Regions from separate parts of the Mus musculus genome. Here region 2 is linked to region 1. Evidence: chromatin contacts called from public Hi-C data. All regions are on one chromosome and are shown on one strand. Each heading gives the region's core, a stretch centred on a gene start, on an enhancer-like site or on the middle of the called end of the contact. The rest is flanking DNA. Distances are from core to core; before and after follow the strand shown.

The links. Hi-C and Micro-C count contacts between places; a contact is called where the count stands out from the background.
Region 2: a contact with region 1 is called in a Hi-C map of the HPC-7 cell line, with 14 times the contacts expected there. The contact joins two enhancer-like sites. A contact is called at or near these places in 6 of 39 promoter capture datasets (the 3T3-L1 cell line, embryonic stem cells, hippocampal neurons and 2 more), 8 of 15 datasets of contacts at CTCF or cohesin (CD8 T cells, the G1E-ER4 cell line, embryonic stem cells and 5 more), 200 of 484 Hi-C or Micro-C datasets (the 3T3-L1 cell line, 3T3-L1-derived adipocytes, the 63-12 cell line and 115 more), 33 of 115 datasets of contacts at active chromatin or transcription factors (the 230-238 cell line, CD4 single positive thymocytes, CD8 T cells and 24 more) and 4 of 9 other capture datasets (adipose tissue, embryonic stem cells, liver and 1 more).

The regions. Positions count from the first base shown.
Region 1 is chr7:125,470,342-125,474,022 of GRCm38.p6, reverse strand. It overlaps Nsmce1 (NSE1 homolog, SMC5-SMC6 complex component), which reads left to right. Exons shown (of 8, transcript NM_026330.4): 3 at 1,794-1,915; 4 at 2,071-2,148; 5 at 2,764-2,910. Among named protein-coding and RNA genes, the nearest start is that of Nsmce1, 19 kb to the left of the region's middle. Within about 2 kb of position 2,097, at least 178 of the 459 cell types and tissues checked have an H3K27ac peak or open chromatin away from gene starts, as enhancers often do. A contact at or near this core is called in the 63-12 cell line, B cells, CD8 T cells and 27 more, where this site is marked.
Region 2 is chr7:125,636,962-125,640,642 of GRCm38.p6, reverse strand. No RefSeq gene overlaps it. Among named protein-coding and RNA genes, the nearest start is that of Il21r, 35 kb to the right of the region's middle. Within about 2 kb of position 1,647, at least 124 of the 459 cell types and tissues checked have an H3K27ac peak or open chromatin away from gene starts, as enhancers often do. A contact at or near this core is called in the 63-12 cell line, B cells, CD8 T cells and 27 more, where this site is marked.

The DNA of each region.
Region 1 (3,681 bases), core at 848-3,347:
TGGGGTATAGAAGTTCATCTGTTCAGGGCCAGTTCCTCCTTGGGCATTAGCCAGCGCCGGACACATCCTCCTTCCTTCCTGAGTGTGTAAAGTGATTCCTCCCTGGGAAGCCATGTTGTTTCTATTACAGTGGCTCTTGAGCACCTGAGTCCCTTGTCAGAATTAGTATCAGTCTTTCAAAGTTGGTACCTGGGACGAGAAGGGGTCCTCACCGTGTGTCAGCCATCTTACATGCCCAGCAGAGTGTGTCATGGGAAAGGCCCCTTTGCATCGGCTCTGGTGTCAGGGGGCCGCAGTGGGAGGTGCGAATGTCAGCTCTGAGTCCTGGCTTCCTCCTCCCGCATCATTGTTTTCCACTTAATAGCTGATACTGATTTTTCATTTAACTTGGATTTATTAAACAAAGGGACAAAGAGCCACTGCAGCACATGTATGTTGCTATTACTGTGAACCCATGAGTCTGGGTCTTTGTTTGCCCTTAATGTTGCATGTCTTCCCCTGCTACCAATATTACCTTTTGTCTTTTAAGCTGGCTTTATTTTTGTTACACAGTGTTAGAAATGCCCACTTTCTGTAGGAAGTGAGACTGACCCTTTAGATGAGTCTTCTTTCTAGTGCAAGCCTTAGTAAGCTTAGTAACATAAATGGTGGCATGGTGTCTGTTTCTGTTTTTGTTTTTCCTGCAGTTTTTTTCTCAGTGGTTCTGTTTTTTGTTTTTTTTTCTTTATTTAAAATTTTTTTTTGCTTGTTTTTTTTTTGTTTTGTTTTGTTTTTTTTCATGACAGGGTTTCTCTGTGTCGCCCTGGCTGTCCCTAAACTCAGTCTGCAGACCAGGCTGCCTGTTAAACTCTGAGGCCTACCTGTGCCTCCCGAGTGCTGGCGTTAAAAGGCGTGAGCTACCACTGCTGGGCTTCCCAAAGTAACTCTAAAGTATAAATCCTTTGACATTATTTTAATAAGTGAAAACAGGTATACTCTGGTCTTGAAAGTATCACACTGCAGATCGGTAATTCTAGTGTATGAAGCTGGCCGTATGCCTTCACTGTGTTAGAGCAGGTTCTGTAGCCGACAGAGGGGCTGACTCTCCAAGCTGGGATGTGTAACACATGCCCTCTCCCTTTGCATCCTTTCCTGGTCTTTCTCACCAGCTGTTAGTATCTGTTCACCCAAGCCCCCTGCTTCTGGACCTTTTCCCCTCCTCAGACTCATGGCTCTCAAAAAGGTCCCTGTTGGTGGCCTCCTGATGGCTGGTGGCCTCCTGATGGTGGCATAGCAGGAGCTTCCGCTAGAGCCAGGCTCCCACAGTTCACACCGTCTCTGCCTGTGCTCAGAGCTGCCAGGGCCCGAGAAGGGCCAGTGGGAGGACACTTGGGCAATAGCTGCTTGGATTATGCTTAGAACAGGGCCTCTTCTGCTGTGAGTGCCTCACTTACCCTGTTGTGGCTCAGGCCTGGGCTGGCCCAAGGCCTTCAGATGTGTCCTGGCTAGCTTTCTAGGAGGAGGGAGCTGTGGAGGGCCACTGGTGCAGCATGAAGCCTTGGGGAAGAGGAAGGAAGGCTACTGTCTCAGTGGTCTGAGATAACAATCTTGTCCGCCTTTCTGCCTCACTACACCATCTGTCTCAGCTTATCTTTGAGCACTCCGGGAAGAAAGAAACCACAATATTGGCATTGGCCCAAGAAAGCCAAAACATTTCTGTTGGGGCTGCTAGTGTGGTCAGGGGCCAGAGATTGAAACAGGCTGTGTGTGCTTTTTCGACGAATCCACTCCCATCCCTGCCTGCTTATTTCCAGGAAATGCGACTGTAGATAAGCTGGAGGACTTCATCAACAACATCAACAGTGTCCTGGAGTCTCTGTATATTGAGATAAAGAAAGGAGTCACGGAAGATGATGGGAGACCCATTTATGCACTGGTATGCGAGGCAGCGCCCTCTAGTGGCATTTTGAGAAACTGGCTCAGAGGGCTCTGCAGTGGCTCGTGCGGGACCCATGCTTCTGAGAGAGGGGTGAGAAAGTGATCAGCTTTGTGGTGGACACGTGGCCTGATCCTTATGTGGTTTATTTTTAGGTGAATCTTGCTACAACTTCAGTTTCCAAAATGGCTACGGATTTTGCAGAGAACGAGCTGGATCTGTTTAGAAAGGCTGTGAGTACAGTACTCATTGCTACCATATGCAGCGTTTCTAACGGGAGGAAATAGAAACGGCAATTGTGGAGGCCACTGTCATGCTTCCCAGCTTCCTGGGTCTCACAGGGAGTGACAGGCCTTAAGCTACCTGTCAAACAGAGCACCTGAGAACTCGTGGGAGTGCATGGGTCCCAGTCCCTGGCCCAGAATGCTCCAAACCCAGCCCTGCACTTTAATGAGGCGCTCACTGGACGGTTTGTCCAAGCTTTGTAGCAGTGTGCTCAGCCCATGTGCCACACACCTGGCTAAGACGTTCTGAGTCCTGGGAGCACATAGCAGCTCTGGGGAAGGTGGGAAAGGAGCGCCCCTCTCCAGTTTCAGCTTGACTGGGCCCATCGAGGCAGGTAGACTTTCTAGTTTAACCATTTTGTGGTGCTCCTAGGCTGTCTACAGTGTGTGGAGAATAAAGCTAGGACAAGGGCCACAACCTGTGTGCACATTGGATACCTAGCACCTGTCGTAGGGATGTGCCTGGTGTGGGTCCATGCAGCTTCTCCTACCAGGGCTGGCTGGAGGCTTAGGTGTCGAGTTTGTTATTCAAATAGATGAATAAGGCACCTCTTTCTCTTGCAGCTGGAACTGATCGTTGACTCAGAAACTGGCTTTGCTTCTTCTACAAACATTTTGAACCTAGTTGATCAACTCAAAGGGAAAAAGATGAGGAAGAAGGAGGCCGAGCAGGTGCTGCAGAAGTTTGTGCAGAGCAAGTGGTTGATTGAGGTACCCTGGGGCCTCCCCGTTCACTCAGGAGTGCACAGTCTGTGTGCTAGCAGTTGAGCCCGGCCTGTCTGTGGGCCCTTCTCTATTGTAAGCTTTCCATGACCTCTGAGAGGAGAGCCTGTGTTCCCTGACTTTCACATGGTCTGTCTTAAGTGCTGCAGCCACAAGTGGAAGAGGCTGGAATCAATGGAAGGCTTATCAGATGCCTTTCAGAATGAAGTTGCTGGCTGTCCCTTCTGTAGACAGCTTGGAGCTGCTGCAAGCGTTTTCTTTTTTGTTGTTTGTTTGTTTTGTTTTGTTTTTTTTTCAAGGCAGGGTTTCTCTGTGTAGCCCTGGCTGTTCTGGAACTTACTCTGTAGACCGGGCTGGCCTCGAACTAAGAATTCTGCCTGCCTCTGCCTCCCAAAGAATGCTGGGATTAAAGGTGTGTGCCACCACTGCTCAGCTTTTTTTTTTTTTTTTTTTGGCTGCAAGGGTTTAATGGGAGTCCTGAAAAAAATCTGTGAGCTGTTGTGGAGGGGAGCATGGAGGCCCTCCACCTTGCCACCCATCAGCCCCTCAATCTTCTCAGTCCTGTCACTGGGTATCCCTTGAGTTCTCGTTCACCATGTATCTGGTGAAGGAAGGCACAGGCTCAGGCAGTAGGGGTCGCGGTTGGGAGAGCACCTCTGGGCTCCTCCACTTTCTGGGCAGGGCTGCTGTGAGTTCTGTAGGGGCCCCACTGAAGGATTGTTGACCGGGTTGCTGGCTGGTCCCTGCCAAGCCTTCCTA
Region 2 (3,681 bases), core at 398-2,897, 170 kb before region 1:
GGGGGTGAAGATGACCCAGGACAGGGCACCCAGCATGGCCAAGCTACAACAGTGTGAGTGTTGACAGTATAAAGCCTCGGTAATTAATGTTCTGGAGAGCGGTTGGGCCGTGAAGGTGCTGTGTTTATGAGCAGAGCCTGCCTGTTACCCACTGCCCAGGAGGCTGGAAGCCAGCGGCCAAGTTCTGTCTCCAGTCTCAGAGCCTCCTTTGCACAGCGGCGATGGAAGGCCTCAAGGAACTGAAGGACACCAAGCATGGACACAGAGCCCACCAATATCCCTCTTCCCCAAGCTTCCTAATGCATGGACCATTTGCTGAGGGGACATGGGGACTCAGGGTACAGCCCAAGCAGAGTCAAGGCTTACGTGGATGGTTGTCATCCCCAAAGCCCCTTCCCGTCTTTGTTACAGCCACCAGTCCTCAGTATAAGCCTTCTCCACCTGAGCTTTCTCCACCTGAGCTGCCGTCCACTCAGCCTTCACCCATCTGCCTGACCACCCACCAACTAACCAAACAGCATCAGCAGCCCTTCCAAACTCCGCACAAAGATCTCCCGAAACCCCAGCATACTGCTGGGTCAAGAGGACTCCAGAGAGCCCGGGGTAAGGCAGGAGGCCTCCAGTTAGAAACCAGGTGCTGCTGAGAGTGCCAGCTTTAGAGGAAATGGTAACAAAGACTCCACAGAGAGGCCATCCTGGGCTGCTGTGCATCCCAGGATTCAGTTCTGCCCCATCCAAGGACCGTGGGAGCTGGCACTGGGCCTGCCACACTGCACAGGACAGCGTGTCCTCGGCTGTGCACTCTGTCCTGTGCCTACCCACAGTCTGCTCCTCTTCTTTCTTTCCATTTCTTTCATCAGTAAACAACACACAAATGGTTCTCTTAGACATGGAACGGCACACGGCTCAGGCCTCTACCTGACTACCTTTTGTGTTTACACACATGTGGGCAGACCCTGGGAAACACAGGCCTTCGTGCCATTTGATGTGAAAGATGCTCACTTTCCCTCCATAATATCCCTGGGATACACAGGGCTACTCAAGACAGCAAGCCCAGCCTCCAGCACTGAGCCCGAGTTTACACTTGCCCCCACTAAGCAAGCTCACAAGGTTTCTGATGGCCCACCCCCGAAACGTGTTTCATGCAGGGTTTTCACCCTCCAGCTTGTTATGGGGGCTCAGCCCCTTCCCTCTCCAAACCTTGCTTGGCTTACAGAGTCCTCTCCGTTTCAGCTGCCTCTACCTAGGACTAGAGCAGCTTGCGTGTGACCTTTAGTGGAGTGCCTCTTCTGCCCTCGCTGCTCTCCATCCTTTCCCTGGGCTCTGACTGCACCAGTTCTCCAGCTGTGTGAATGTGTGTGTGCATGCGTGTCACCCACCCACTCCCAGTCCCCAAAGCAGTCCACGTTCGCTGGAGGCTAGAGTTCAGGCCTTGCTGAATTAAATGGCCACTTTGTCCTCTGCTTAGCATCCACAAATCTCACAAGCGTCCATTGTTCTCTCCTCTGGATGACTGAGAGCAGGAAAACTGTCACTGACTCCTGCCCAGCAGCAGGGGGCAGCAGCAAGCTGTGGAACCTCCCAAGCCCAGGTGACTTCCTGTTAATAGTAAAAATGCTATTACTGTGAGCACCTGCTTGTACATCAGACACCATCTGGACCCCACAGAGAAGTGATGTCACAGCAGCCCCGGGAAGCACACATGACCCGTGTGCCTATTTCATGCATGAGGAAACTGAAGGCCATGAGGCTAAAACAGCTACAAAGTCGGAAGCTAGTGGCAGGGCCAGCGCTTCCTCTACGCCACTGAGGTGAAAGGATGGAGAGTCAGCACCATGCTCCCTGAAGAGCTCTAGTGTTCATATCTAGGACTATCAAGTTGGGAAAGAAAAGCTTCCAACTAACGGGAGCAGGCCCCTCAGGTTGTCACATGGTTGGGGCTGCAGGGGTGAGTAGTTCTGACGCCCACAAGCTTCCTGGGACCTCTGCCCCCTCTCTGTGTCTTTGCAGGTCCTGTGAGGGCAGCCCTCCTCTCTGCCACTCCTTCATTCACTCCTCATAGCTGAGAATCTATTCGGAGCCCTCCCCCCTCCCCCAATCTGGGCTCCGTCATAGCAACTTCAGTCCTTGCCCCACCCCCATAATAGGGACAGGCATGGTACCAGACTCCAAGGAGGGTTTTGTTAATCCACATTAGTTGGGGAGCGAAGCCAGGCAGGCGTGTGCTACAGCTGGGAATAAGGGACTCCCACCACAGTTAGTCACACGGAGGCAATGTGAAAACCGGACCCTGCCCTTCACACTTTTGAGCACTTGGATGGCTCTAGATCACTGGTTCCCAACCTTCGTAATGCTGCGACCTTTTAATACAGCTCCTCATGTTGAGGTGACCCCCCCTCCCAGCCTTAAAGTGATTTTGTTGCTACTTTGTAATTGTAATCTTGCTACTGTTAGGAATTGTAGTATAAATATCTGATACGCAGGGTATCTGATATGTGATCCCCAGAGGCATTGATTGTGACCCACATGCTCTGGTCAGGGCATGTCCCCTCTCTGGTTTGTCATCAGGGGGCCTCTACTTCTTGTTTCACCTACACAAAAAGCTGCTGCCACAAAGAGGCAAAGCTACTAACTGCCCCTTCATTCCCTAGGAGCCCTCCTCCTGCTTCCGGGTGGTGGGTGTGTCTGGGGCTGAGTGGGTCCTGTGGGTTGTGCTGCCTGCTAGGTGGCAGCCATGTCCCCAGATCTTCCCATCCACTGGGGAAGCCAAGAGGAGCACAGCTGCAGAGGGCTTAGTGGCCTTGGGCAGGCAGTCCCTCCCTGGCACTTCTGTTCCAAGGGTGAGAGGTGGTTTTTGTCTCCTTCTGGCATGAGACCCTGGAGACCCCAGACCGCATCACAGTGGGAATGCACAGGGGATGCTGGGGTCAGGTTGCTGAGTTCCTGGCAGAATTGATGGAAGCTTTCAAGTGCTTTCTGGGAGAGCAGGGAAGGAGTGCTAGGAACACACACACACACACACACACACACACACACACACACTACCCCCAACACCTGCTGTCAGAGGCAGCTCAGTGTGAGGCCAGAAACTCTTTCCTCCCCCACCACCACCACCACCACCTTGAATGATACACAAGGTCTGTACTGTGAGCCGTGCCCCTGCCCGGCCCTCTCCTCTCACTGTGGTCCTTAGGATAGGAGTTGTCTTCATTTTAACTTGTTAGGATAATACTGGGGCACTTTCTGCCACAATCGACAGGAATCCACCTCAAACCAGCTTACAGCTTACAAATCAGAGAGGTATCAACTGGTCCATTGAGTCAGGATGGGGTGAGGTGTGCTTCGTAACAGTCACGTCTCTGCGGCAGCAAGTGACCAAGAGTTCACTTCTAACTCTGTTCATACCAGCATCATTCAGAAAACTTGGTCTCCTCGGGCAGAGAGAACCAAAGCTGGCCAGAGCATCCCCCACCGGTGGCTAGAGCAGTCCCCACTAGTGGCCAGAGCAGCCCCCACCGGTGGCTAGAGCAGTCCCCACCGGTGGCCAGAGCAGCCCCCACCGGTGCCCACAGCACAGGAAGATGACTGGGATCCCTGTGAGTTCTCCATCAGAAAGTCACAAAGTTCTGCTTCTGCTTGCATGTCCTCTGACCCCATGGGGCTGGCAAGTTCACATGCCTA